Linked DNA regions of Sus scrofa: all the other regions are linked to region 1. A link is a contact called in public Hi-C and HiChIP or PLAC-seq data. All regions are on one chromosome and are shown on one strand. Each heading gives the region's core, a stretch centred on a gene start, on an enhancer-like site or on the middle of the called end of the contact. The rest is flanking DNA. Distances are from core to core; before and after follow the strand shown. Region 1 holds the start of RABEP2 (rab GTPase-binding effector protein 2). Region 2 holds the start of ATP2A1 (ATPase sarcoplasmic/endoplasmic reticulum Ca2+ transporting 1). Region 3 holds the start of TUFM (elongation factor Tu, mitochondrial).

What was found. Hi-C and Micro-C count contacts between places; a contact is called where the count stands out from the background. HiChIP or PLAC-seq counts read pairs in DNA pulled down with a chosen protein or histone mark.
Region 2: a Hi-C map of embryonic fibroblasts shows a contact between it and region 1, with 1.5 times the contacts expected there. The contact joins the promoter of ATP2A1 here to the promoter of RABEP2 in region 1. A contact is called at or near these places in 4 of 47 Hi-C or Micro-C datasets (blood, embryonic fibroblasts, liver and 1 more) and 1 of 2 datasets of contacts at active chromatin or transcription factors (skeletal muscle).
Region 3: an H3K27ac HiChIP or PLAC-seq map of skeletal muscle shows a contact between it and region 1, with 2.5 times the contacts expected there. The contact joins the promoter of TUFM here to the promoter of RABEP2 in region 1. A contact is called at or near these places in 2 of 47 Hi-C or Micro-C datasets (liver and skeletal muscle) and 1 of 2 datasets of contacts at active chromatin or transcription factors (skeletal muscle).

What each region holds. Positions count from the first base shown.
Region 1 is chr3:18,583,946-18,587,718 of Sscrofa11.1, forward strand. RABEP2 (rab GTPase-binding effector protein 2) reads right to left here and starts at 2,314. Exons shown (of 11, transcript XM_021088049.1): 1 at 925-2,314; 2 at 234-443. The coding sequence starts at 1,267.
Region 2 is chr3:18,546,050-18,549,537 of Sscrofa11.1, forward strand. It overlaps ATP2A1 (ATPase sarcoplasmic/endoplasmic reticulum Ca2+ transporting 1), which reads left to right and starts at 1,944. Exons shown (of 23, transcript NM_001204393.1): 1 at 1,944-2,239; 2 at 2,571-2,588; 3 at 2,938-3,020. The coding sequence starts at 2,122.
Region 3 is chr3:18,523,118-18,526,740 of Sscrofa11.1, forward strand. TUFM (elongation factor Tu, mitochondrial) reads right to left here and starts at 1,588. Exons shown (of 10, transcript XM_003124515.4): 1 at 1,259-1,588; 2 at 961-1,155; 3 at 322-488; 4 at 5-109. The coding sequence starts at 1,301.

The DNA of each region.
Region 1 (3,773 bases), core at 1,064-3,563:
GTAGCAACTCAGAGCTAAACTTAGCTGGAACTGACAGAGCTGCTTGCTAGCACAGGCAGCGCCTCTATGCAAATGAGAAAAGGAAGCCTCTTCCTCTGAGTCCTTGGGCCGGCCCTGTGCTAGGCGGCCCTGCTAACCTACCCCATAAGTTATCTGTGCCCCCTGACCCTTTCTTGTCATGCACTACTACCCCTTACAGGGCTGAAAGAGTCTGGGAGGAGTGCCTGCCTCACCTTTCAGGATAGCCTGCAGCGAGGCCACCTCCTCTTGGCATTGCCTCTGCACTGCAGCCACAGCCTCGGCCTTCGTGCTCTCGCTCACCTCTGCCACAGCCTTCATGGTTTCCATTTCTGCCAGGGCGCCTGCCAGCTCAGCCCGGAGCCGGTCGAGCTCCCCTGACTCGGCCTCAAGCTTTGCCCCTTCTTGGAGTTGCGGGTCCAGCGCTGTGGAGGACAGGAATCAGCCTCCCTTCGCATCACTCTCGGATCCCCAACAATCCCAAATCTGCAAGTCCTGCAACTTACTATTGCAGCCGTGGCCCTGGCACCTTCACTCTAGCCCCGCCCCGCCCACCTGGCCCCGCCTTCTTCTCACCTACCACTGCCTCGTGTTGTCTAGAACCCCGCCTCTTCCTCCCTCGGTTCACCCAATCCCCTTTTCTCTGACACGACCCCCGAGCTCTCTCCCAGAGGCTCCGCCCCCTGTCCACCTGGCCCCTCCCCTCCCCCTCTTGGCCCCACCTCTAACCTGCCACTGGCCCTCCCCCTTGAGCCGCTAGGCCACGCCCCCTCCACCTCTTTCCTGGCGGCGTGGTCCCGCCCCTTTCTCCAGGCTCCCCTCAGCACCCCCCCATCCACCCGCGCGGAGCTCGGCCCCGCCTCTAGCCTCATCGCCCCTCGCGTGCATGGACGCACCCTCACGTACCGGTCCCCGGCTGTCGCCGCCGGCCATCCTCGCCCGCGGCCGCCGGCGCAGCTGCCGCCATCGCCTCAGCGCAAACGGCGGGTTCCCGCACTGCCTGGTGACGGCGCTCACAGCTTCCGGGTCCTCTCGGCTGTTTCCGGATCCGCTCGGCTGTTTCCGGATCGGTCCTGGGCTCGAGGCAGAGGCCGGAGTTGGGGGGGGGATGGCGAGCCTCGGCCGAAGATTTCCGAGTCGAAGCCGAAGCCGGACAGCGGCCCAGGCCCCGCCCCTTCTCGCTCTCTTTCCTGAGCCGCGCTGTTGAAGAAGGACACCTGTCCTTCAAACCCCGAAGAAGTTCTTTCATCGAAGGCTTTGTGGCGTCTCCGCGTGACCTTGGAAGCTGGGCTTAAATTACACCTCCTCTGAAACGCCCGCTGGCCTCGGCTTAAGGAGGGCGAAGTTCCTGTGGTTTCTCCTGCGCTCGGGAACCGGCCCCTTTGATCCGTCCCTGGCCACCCTTCCGCCGGAGCTTGGATCACGTTACAGCCAATTGTGGTCGGACCTTCCTGCACCTCTGCTCTGGTGGAGCGTTCTTCGGGGCAGGGCTGCTGGATCGTCTTCACTTTTTCTGGGCGCCTGGGTCCCCGCGTTGTCAGTCGTAGAAGTCAGAAACTTCCATGTCCCCACCCCCACTTTGATATTCAGCCAGTCACCGCTTCCTGCTAATCCTCCTCCCCTCCCAGTGCCTTTCAAATCCCTCCTTTCCTCTCTCGGCCACTGCCCTGGGTCAAGCTCTCATTATATATGTGACCTCTCCCTCCAACAGCCGGCCCGACATCTCTCCTTGGCTGGTGACAAGCAGCTCAGACTTACGTCTCAAGCCTTGATTCCCCTTCTCCCAAACCTGTTTCTTCCTCTGTTAAGTACACACCAGGCGGTTTTTCGTGTCCTCCTGCAAGCCGTGTAAACTGTACCTCCAAAGCACTAAATATTCCAGAATGGACTCCTTTGTCTTCATCCCCAGCGCTAACACCCAACCCCAGTACCCATCATCTCTCTCCTGAACTTCCACACTGCCTCTGCTCCCCTTGTGTCCCCTTTCGGCCCCATTAGTTAATTATCAAAGCAATTAGAGTGATCTTTGTAAAGCAGATCACGTCTCATCCCCGCTTAAAATCTGGTTCAATCCAATTTGAAAATGGGCACAGTACACAAATAGTCGTTTCTCTGATGTTGCAGATGGCAAATGTGTGCCTGAGAAGACATTCAACATCTTAGCCATTAGGAAGAGCAAAGTTCCTTTGCACACCTAGCATGATGGCTAACATTTTAAGAGGCATGATACCAAATGCTGGTGAATTGATGAAACTGGGTTTCTCATGTATTCTTGATGGGGATGTCAAATCAGATAGCCTCTGTAGAAAAGGGTATGATGGGGAGTTCCCGTTGTGGCTCAGCAGAGATGAATCCGACTAGGAACCATGAGGTTGCGGGTTCAAACCCTGGCCTTGCTCAGTGGGTTAAGGACTCGGTGTTGCCGTGAGCTGTGGTGTAGGTCGCAGACACGGCTCGGATCCTGCATGGCTGCGGCTGTGGCTGTGGCGTAGGCCAGCGGCCACAGCTCCGATTCGACCCCTAGGCTGGGAACCTCCACATGCCATGGGTGCGGCCCTAAAAAAAAAAAAAAGAGAGAGAGAAGAAAAGGGTGTGACAGAATCTTAAAAACTAAACATGAGCTTACTTGAACACACCAAGTTTTGCTCCACCCCAGGCCTTGGCTCAGAAGTCACCTGCTCAACGAAGCCTTCCCTGCCCACCCTCTCTAAAGCAGCCACCTCTATCACCTGTCCACAATTTGATCACATTAAAGATTTCTCATCACCTGAAATTGCTTGATTGTTTGCTTACTTTTTAAAGCCACACCTGTGGCATATGGAAATTCCTTGGCTAGGGGTTGAACCGGAGCTGCAGCTGCCAGCCTACACCATAGCCATAGCGATGCTGGATCCAAGCCGGGTCTGCAACCTACCCTATAGCTCACGGCAATGCCAGATCCTTTAACCCAGTGAACAAGGCCAGGGATTGAACTCGAATCCTCATGGATACTAGTGGGGTTTGTAACCTACTGAGCCACAACGGGAACTCCCCTGAAATTGTTGGTTAACTTGTTTATTATCTGTCCCCCTTTAGCCTTGTGTGGCCCCAGGGTTTGAATGGAAGCTCCATGAGATTAGGAATCTTGGCTTTCTAGTCCCCTATTATTTCCCCAGCACCCCACAGAGTGCCCAGCAGATAAACAGTAGTAAACATTTGGTGAATGAATGAATGAACACTTTCCTTACTGATCTCTCTGGCCTCCCTCCAGCCCCCCTACTTCCCCACCACATGGCAGCCAGGGGGGATTTTATTTTATATATTTTTAAATTTTTTTTTTTGTCTATTTTTATTTTGTCTATTTAGGGCCGTACCTACGGCATATGCAGTTTCCCAGGCTAGGGGTCAAATTGGAGCTGTAGCCATCACAGTCACAGCAATGGGGGATCCAAGCCACATCTGTGACCTACACCACAGCAGGATCCTTAACCCACTGAGCAAGGCCAGGGATCAAACCTTCATCCTCATGGATACTAGTCAGATTAATTTCCGCTGAGCCATGACAGGAACTCCGGGGGGCGGGGGGGGGGGGAGATTTTAGAAAATGCAAATCTGCCCATGTCTATTGATGGCTTACAAATCCCCTAGAGCTTCTTGCCCTCAGAATAAAGTTCAGGCTCCTGTGTATATAGTAAGATTTATGGGGGAGGGGAGAAAATGATGTCTGTAAATCAGGCTCCAGTCAGCAATGAGGCTTGGTATCCTGAGGCCCTGGG
Region 2 (3,488 bases), core at 694-3,193, 38 kb before region 1:
TCTGAGCCCCCACCCTGGTCACAGTCACCGCAGGACTCGGCTTCAGGGAGGGGGTTGTTGGAACCACAAAAAGGAGTGGGGGAGGAGCACCGTGTCCTCAACTCACCCCAGAGGCCGCCACCCCCCCATCCAGGCAGAAGAAAGGATGGCTATGGTGGGGGGGGGCTGAGTCCTTCAGTGCCATCCATCCTGCTGGCTCAGTCACCGTCCCCCCCCCCAAAAAAAGCGGGGCTTCCTTTTCCTTTGCCCCGCTGTCTCCTAGGCCATTGCCTACTTAGGAGCCTGAGCACCAGACAGAGAAGCAGCCTTGAGAACCCCGCGGTCCATCCGCCTCCCTGTTCATTTCAGGAAACCAAAGCCTAGACCAAGGAAGGACTTGAGGGCAGGGCCCCGAGGCCGCTGCTTCCCCTCACCTCTTCCCATTCTCTCCCTGACCCTTTCTCCTCTCTCTGCCCTCCTCCTCCCCTGCCCACACCCCGTGCTACCCTCCGTGTGCTCCTGCTCCTGCCGCAGCTGCCCTCGTTGCAAACCAAAAGATGCCCCGATGCTGCTGGAGCAGAGGTGGGGGTGGGGCTGGCGTTAGAGCAGCTGCTTCTCCGAGGAAGCTGATACCCAGGCCAGCCGTTCAGCAACAACTTGTGGCTTTGCACCCAGCCCTGGGCCCCCACCCACCTGGCTGCCACATGCCAGCTCCCTGCCGTCCCTTTTCCCCACCGCTCCTCAGACTTCCCTCTGACCCTCGCGGCCCCGTCTCTCTGCCCCCTGCTCTGTCTGTCCTTATTTCCCCTAGACCTGTCCCCATCAATCTGCCTGCCGGCCATTCCTCTAGTCTGGAGCCTCTGCTTTACCCCCTCCCCCAGGGGCCCCTTGCCATGATGCCCCTTTCCTCCGGCCTCTGCCCACGGGGTGTGCCCAGCACCTGAGCATGCAGCGCTGGTCCTCGCTCGCTGTCTGCTAGCACAGCTACGCCACCTGGGGTCTGCCACGTAAACCCCGCATTTCAAAGACTGCCTGGGGTGGGATGAGGTGACCCTCATTCTGTGACTTAGGGTGACCCCTGCCCCCATTCGGAAACATTGATCCCTCCCCCTCTGCCATCAGCACATTCTGTAGGCTCTTGGATTACCCGGCTGTCTGGGTATCCCATTTTCTTGGTAGGGGGGGGATTCCCTGTCAGGGATGGGGGGGCCCAAAGGCTCCGTTCCCAGAGGCTGACTTAGAGCAATGGGGCGTGGGGGGGGGGTTGGGGGAGAGACAGGCCGTCCTGGCTTTGGTCACCAGGGCCTGGACACTAAATCCCTTGTTGATGGCTGCAGCAAGCCCTCCCTAGGGTAGGGTTACCATCTTCTGCCCTGTCCCCTGACCCTCTCCCCTCCTTCCTTCCCCTGGTCCCTCTAGAGCCACTTCCTCTCACCCCCAAAGGATGTTCTCCCTCTTTTCAAGTCCTGGAGGGTTGGAGTATCTCTGCTGCCTTTTCCACAAACTAAGGAAGGAGGAGACTGTGGCTGTAGGAACAGGTTCAGAGAGGATGAGGCAGCGGGGTGGGGGTGGGGGGTTGAAGGAGGGAGCGCAGGAAAATGAGAGATGAAGGCCTGAGAGGAGACGTGGCCTTAAGAAGGGGAGAGGGGGAGGTTGGAATAGGAAGTTCAGTGCAGCTGAAGAAGTCGAGGCAATTTCAGGAGGGCTCACCCCTGAAGACAGAAAGCGAAGTCTCTCCCTACCCCCCCCCTTCCCTGGGGCTGGGGCCACCTTAGCTTCCCTCATGAGTGACATCTCAGGCTGCAGCCCCACTGTTCCCCCTCTGTCAGCAGAAATATCTCTCTCTTCTGACCCCTCCTGCTGGAGTCTCAGCCAGCCAATCCCTGATCTGGGGGAGGGGGGAGCCTGCCCCCCCCACTCCCTCATAAGGACCAGCTGGGGGCTGGGGGGGGTGGCCGGCTGCTGCAAGTGGGACTGGGGTCAGAGCTTCGTGGAGGGAAGAATAAGCTGGGGGGGGTAGGAGAGAGAGAGGAAGAAACCCAGACGGACAGGCAGGTGGACACACTGAGGAAGGCCCCCCACGCGTGAGGAAACCCCCCCAGAAGGAACAGACCGCCCCCTGGCCCCCAGGAAGGGAGCACCATGGAGGCTGCACACTCCAAGACCACAGAAGAATGTTTGGCCTATTTTGGGGTGAGCGAGACCACAGGCCTCACCCCGGACCAAGTTAAGCGGCATCTGGAGAAATACGGCCACAATGGTAAGTGTCCCTTGCAGGAGAGGCCGGTCGTGCCCTCCCGCATCTGCACAACACACACATGGACTCACACTCACACACCAGGGCCTTGCGCTCCAGGGGATCCTAGGGAGGAGACAGGTCATGGACCAATGACTGCAGGGGAGGGGAGGATACTGAGAAAACAGGGTCCCTGAGACCCAGAGATTGGAGAAGTTCTATGGATAACCTTGGTGAACCTCAGCTGCCCTTTTGGTGGCCTGATTCTCTTACCTTAGCCACAAAGTCCTGGGTGCGGGCGGCATTGCACTGAATGCCAAATGAATGTGTCCTTTTCTTCTTTCTCTCTGGGCAGAGCTCCCTGCTGAGGAAGGTAAGTTCCACCTCTTCCCCTCTGTGCCCCACTCCCTTCTTCCTGCCCTCTCCTTCTGACTCCTGGGACAAATGTTCCTCCCCAAAGGTTAGAGCCTGGCCCGGGGCAGAAGTTTCCGGGCACTTTCTCCTTGAGGCATCCAGCCCTTGAACAACTGCCCACTCCTTGGAGGAGCCTGTTTTTGGACTCCTGGCCTGTTCCCTCAGCCCTTTTCTCAGCATCAAATGGCCTGCCCATCACCACAGACCCTTTCTGCTCCAGGCTGGATCCCAGCCTGCACCCAGAGTCCCAGCCGGTCATCTGTTAGACCTTAACCCCGAGGGCTCCCTCCCCTTGCTTCTTCCCCCAGGGAAGTCCCTGTGGGAGCTGGTGATAGAGCAGTTTGAAGACCTCCTAGTGCGGATCCTTCTCCTGGCCGCCTGCATTTCCTTTGTAAGTGTGGGAGGGCCTCTGGGGGCTGGCTGGGGCTGTGGGTTGGGGGGATCTGGAGAGTCTGCTGGCGACCGGCTCCAAATCATGGGTTCCTCTAGTCCGAGCCTTCAGCATCCTATTCTCCAGACCAGAACCGAGAGAGGTGGGGTGACGCTGATTTGCATATTCCTCTGTCCTCCCCCACACCCCACAGGCAGGTTTTATTTTAAGCTTTAGGGTGTTCTCAGCCAAAACATTGAAGCTAAGCCGCCCCCGGAGCTTCAAGGGCTCCGAGGTCTCGGGTTACCCCCCTAAGCGCTCCGCGGCTGGGCTCCACGGCTCACACGCCGCCGCTGAGGTTCCCAGGCCACCACTGCTCCCGGCATGCCGCGGGACGCACAAACCGCTCCACCAATCCCTGAGCATCCTGACACCCCGGCCCCGCCCTCCTGGCGCTGATTGGTTGAAGCAAAGACTCCCTCCCAGAGG
Region 3 (3,623 bases), core at 338-2,837, 62 kb before region 1:
GTACCTGCTTGGCCAGTAGTAAGTGTTCTCGGGTCTGGGGCATGGGGCCGTCGTTGGCTGCTACCACCAGGATGCAGCCGTCCAGCGGGGCAGTACCTGTGATCATATTCTGGGTGAGGAAAGGAGAGAAAACTGTAGTTCAGTGACTTGGGGTCCCACCTCCCCCTGCCACCTCCACTGGCCAGGCCCCCAAATCCATGATCTCAAACCCACACATCTTGGCTCTCTTAACCTCCTCCCCACAAGCCTAACATTGTTCCCGATGGGGGGGGGGGTGCGCGGGGGAGCAGTTCCAGGGCCTGCCCCCAGCAGCTCTCTCACCTTAACGTAATCTGCGTGACCGGGGCAGTCTGTGTGGGCATAGTGGCGGTTGGCAGTGCTGTACTCCACGTGGGCCGCATTGATGGTGATCCCTCGGGCTCGCTCCTCTGGGGCGTTGTCGATCTCCTCGTACTTCTTAAACTTGGCCCCGCCTCCCTCGGCTAAAACTAACGGGAGGAGAGCACACCTCTCAGCTAAGGATCTGATCTGGAGGGAGAGGCAGGGCTCAGACCACACCTCTGGGCCCCTCCCACCCAAACGGGAGACAGCCTGGGAGAAAGCAAGCTTCCAAGACCTTCGTCTTCGACTCCTGGAACGGAAATAACTTCACCTTTTAGGGCGTCAAGGGTCAGCCCTGGGACGTCTCTAAGGTAACGCTTCTGCTTTACGGGGCACTCCTCCGGGCTGGAGGGAGGCTATTCGGGGTCCCCCCATTTATGCATCACAAAGTTCTTCATTTCGACGGGAAGTCTTGTCTCCCCAGTCTTGCAATCTACCGCCCACCCAAGGTGAGGCTCCTGGGGCCCATGCTAAACACCTCCAGCAGCGTTCCGGCGGGCCCCACCTCCCCGGCGCCACGTCCCGCCTGCAGAGCGGGCGCTGCCGAATGCCCGACCCCCCCGCCCCAAATCCGCTTACTTTTCGTGATGGCTGCGGTCAGTGTGGTCTTGCCGTGGTCCACATGGCCGATGGTACCCACGTTCACATGGGGCTTGTCGCGCACATAGGTCTTCTTGGCCTCCACGGCCAGGCCGCGGCACAAGAGGGGCAGTGCCGGGGCCTTCAGCGGCCGCAACAGACCCTGCAACAGTGATGTTGGGCCAGCGCCGAGACCTGCCGGGGCAGAAGCTTGGCGTCAGGGCGCGGGTCTGAGCCTGGCCGCTCCCGACGATCCCCGTGTACTCCCGGGCCGCCATCGCCCTCCCCGCCCCCTCACCGCTGAAGAGGGGCGTCGCGCGCAGCAGGGTGGCGGCCGCCATTGTGGTCTTACGAGCGCCGGGAACAGTGGGTACGGCGCACGGACCCCGGCGCGTGCACCAAGCAAAGGGCAATTGAGGCTGGAAGCGGCTTCCGGCGGAAGTGAGGGCCGAGAGGGCAAGTTTGGGCACTTCTAGCCCCGAGTCTCTATGACCCTCCCTGTCAACTTCCGGGCTCGGGACCGAAGACGTCCAGGAAGACGCTGGTGCCTCTGGGGTGGGGAAGGATGAAGAAAGTTTCCCAGACGCCCCTGGCCTTCGCGGGTTCAGGGGCCACGCAGTTCTCTCTGGTGGCGCCGGGGGGCGATGAGCGCCGCAAAGCACACCTGCGCCCCGGAGGCTCATGGGAGTTGTAGTTCCCAGGGCGACAGGCTGTGCGGGCACTTAGCGTGAGAGTTAGGGAGACCGAGGCTGGGTACGTAAGGACGGTCTCGACCCTCTTTGAGGCAGAGGCGGCGGCCCGGATGTGGCTGACCCAGGAACGTCCTGGCCCCGAACCCCGTGGAGTCCCACCCACTGCGCGTGTCTGGCGACTCATCTGGTGGCCAGATCTCGCAGCTGGAGGTAGGACCAGGCCCTGCAACTCTGAGGGGGAAGACGATCCTGGGAGTCTTTCGGGGTTGGGGCTCTAGTGTGATCCTTCTCTCCGCTGACTCTTTGTTTTCTCATCTATAAAATGGAAGTAGTAGTATCTGCTTCATGGACAGATCCTGGCGTCTGGGTCTGAAAGGAAGGGAGCTAGGTAGGAGGCGGGAACGGGGTCCAGAAGGCTCCAGGTCCCACGGTCTTTGACCCTCGCTCCTGGCTCGCAGCCTGCGGAGACAGTTTGCCGTCCACCCCTGTTGCCTCTCAGCAGCCCAGGGAGTAATTCCCTTGATCGTCGTCCCCCCCAGCCACCCAGTTTTATAGATGACCAGGTAAGGGACCAGCCTCTGGTGCCTTTGAGGGCAGCCTGAGCCTGTCTTGTTCCGGCTGTGTCCCTGGCACCTACCACTGGGCGGGGCACTCAGTGAGTGCTCAATAAATGTCTGTTGACTGAATGAATGAGTGCAAGGATAGCAAATGACCTTTAACTTTCACATCCATCATCTCATCACCTTGCAAGGATAATAGCAGCTGCTTAACCTTGATTAATGTTTCTGAAACTCATCAGATCCCAAGACTCAATTTACGGTGTCTGTTTCAAATAGATTCCTTAATTCCTCCTTGGAGATTATGATTCAGTAGTGTCTGGGCACAGACAAGAAAGCTATATTTATTCATAATACATATATACACCCTTCTTAGGCTTAGGGGAGGTTGGAAAATTCAGATCTAGAGCTTTTTTATGGATCAGGCACTGTGAAAATGCTTCATATTGGTTCACATTCAAAGTGCCAAATGTTATTCTGTGGGAATATTATTTCCTCTGTTTTACCAGTGAGAAAACTGGCATCAGGATGATTGAGGAACCCAGCCGAACTAAACTCCAAGAAAGTGTGCACTTAGCCAATGTACTATTCTGTAATTTAACTGTCATTTTTACAATGAGAAACATGCCAAGATGTTTGTCCTCCTGTCCTTCCAAACCCATCAGCTCTCCTTAAGAAGGGCTGGTACAGTATTAAAAGGGTTCCCAGCCCGTACCTCAGTCACTATGCTCCTGGGAATTTATCCTAAGACACTGTTGGCCACTACCAGGATGTGAGATTTTTAGGAATGGTACTTGAACTAATGCTTTCTATTCTAGTGCTATGTTGTTGTTGTTTTTAATTTTAATATTGTGTTTTTAGGGCCGCACTCACGGCACATGGAGGTTCCCAGGCTAGGGATTGAACTGGAGCTGCAGCTGCCGGTCTACAACGCAGGATCTGAACCACATCTTCAACCTACACCACAGCTCACGACAACGCTGGATCCTGAACCCACTGAGCAAGGCCAGTGATCGAACCTGCATCCTCATGGATGCTAGTCAGATACGTTTCCACTGAGCCATGACGGGAATTCCAGCGCCATGTTTATTTTAATGTGTATTAGTTTGAAGGAAAGACTGGTATGGCAAATAGCTTAAAAAAATGAATCAATTAGGAGTTCCCAAAAGAACCCGACTAGTATCCATGAGGATGCAAGTTTGAGCTCTGGCCTTCACTCAGTGGGTTAAGGATCCAGTGTTGCCATGGCTGTGGTGTAGGCCAGCAGTTGCAGCTCTGATTCAACCCCTAGCCTGGGAACTTTCATATGCTGCAGTTGTGGCCCTAAGAAGCAATAAAAAATTTTAAAAGATGCTCTTGAGGTATTCCCTGGTGGCATAGCAGTTTAGGATCTAGCATTGTCATTGCTGTGGCT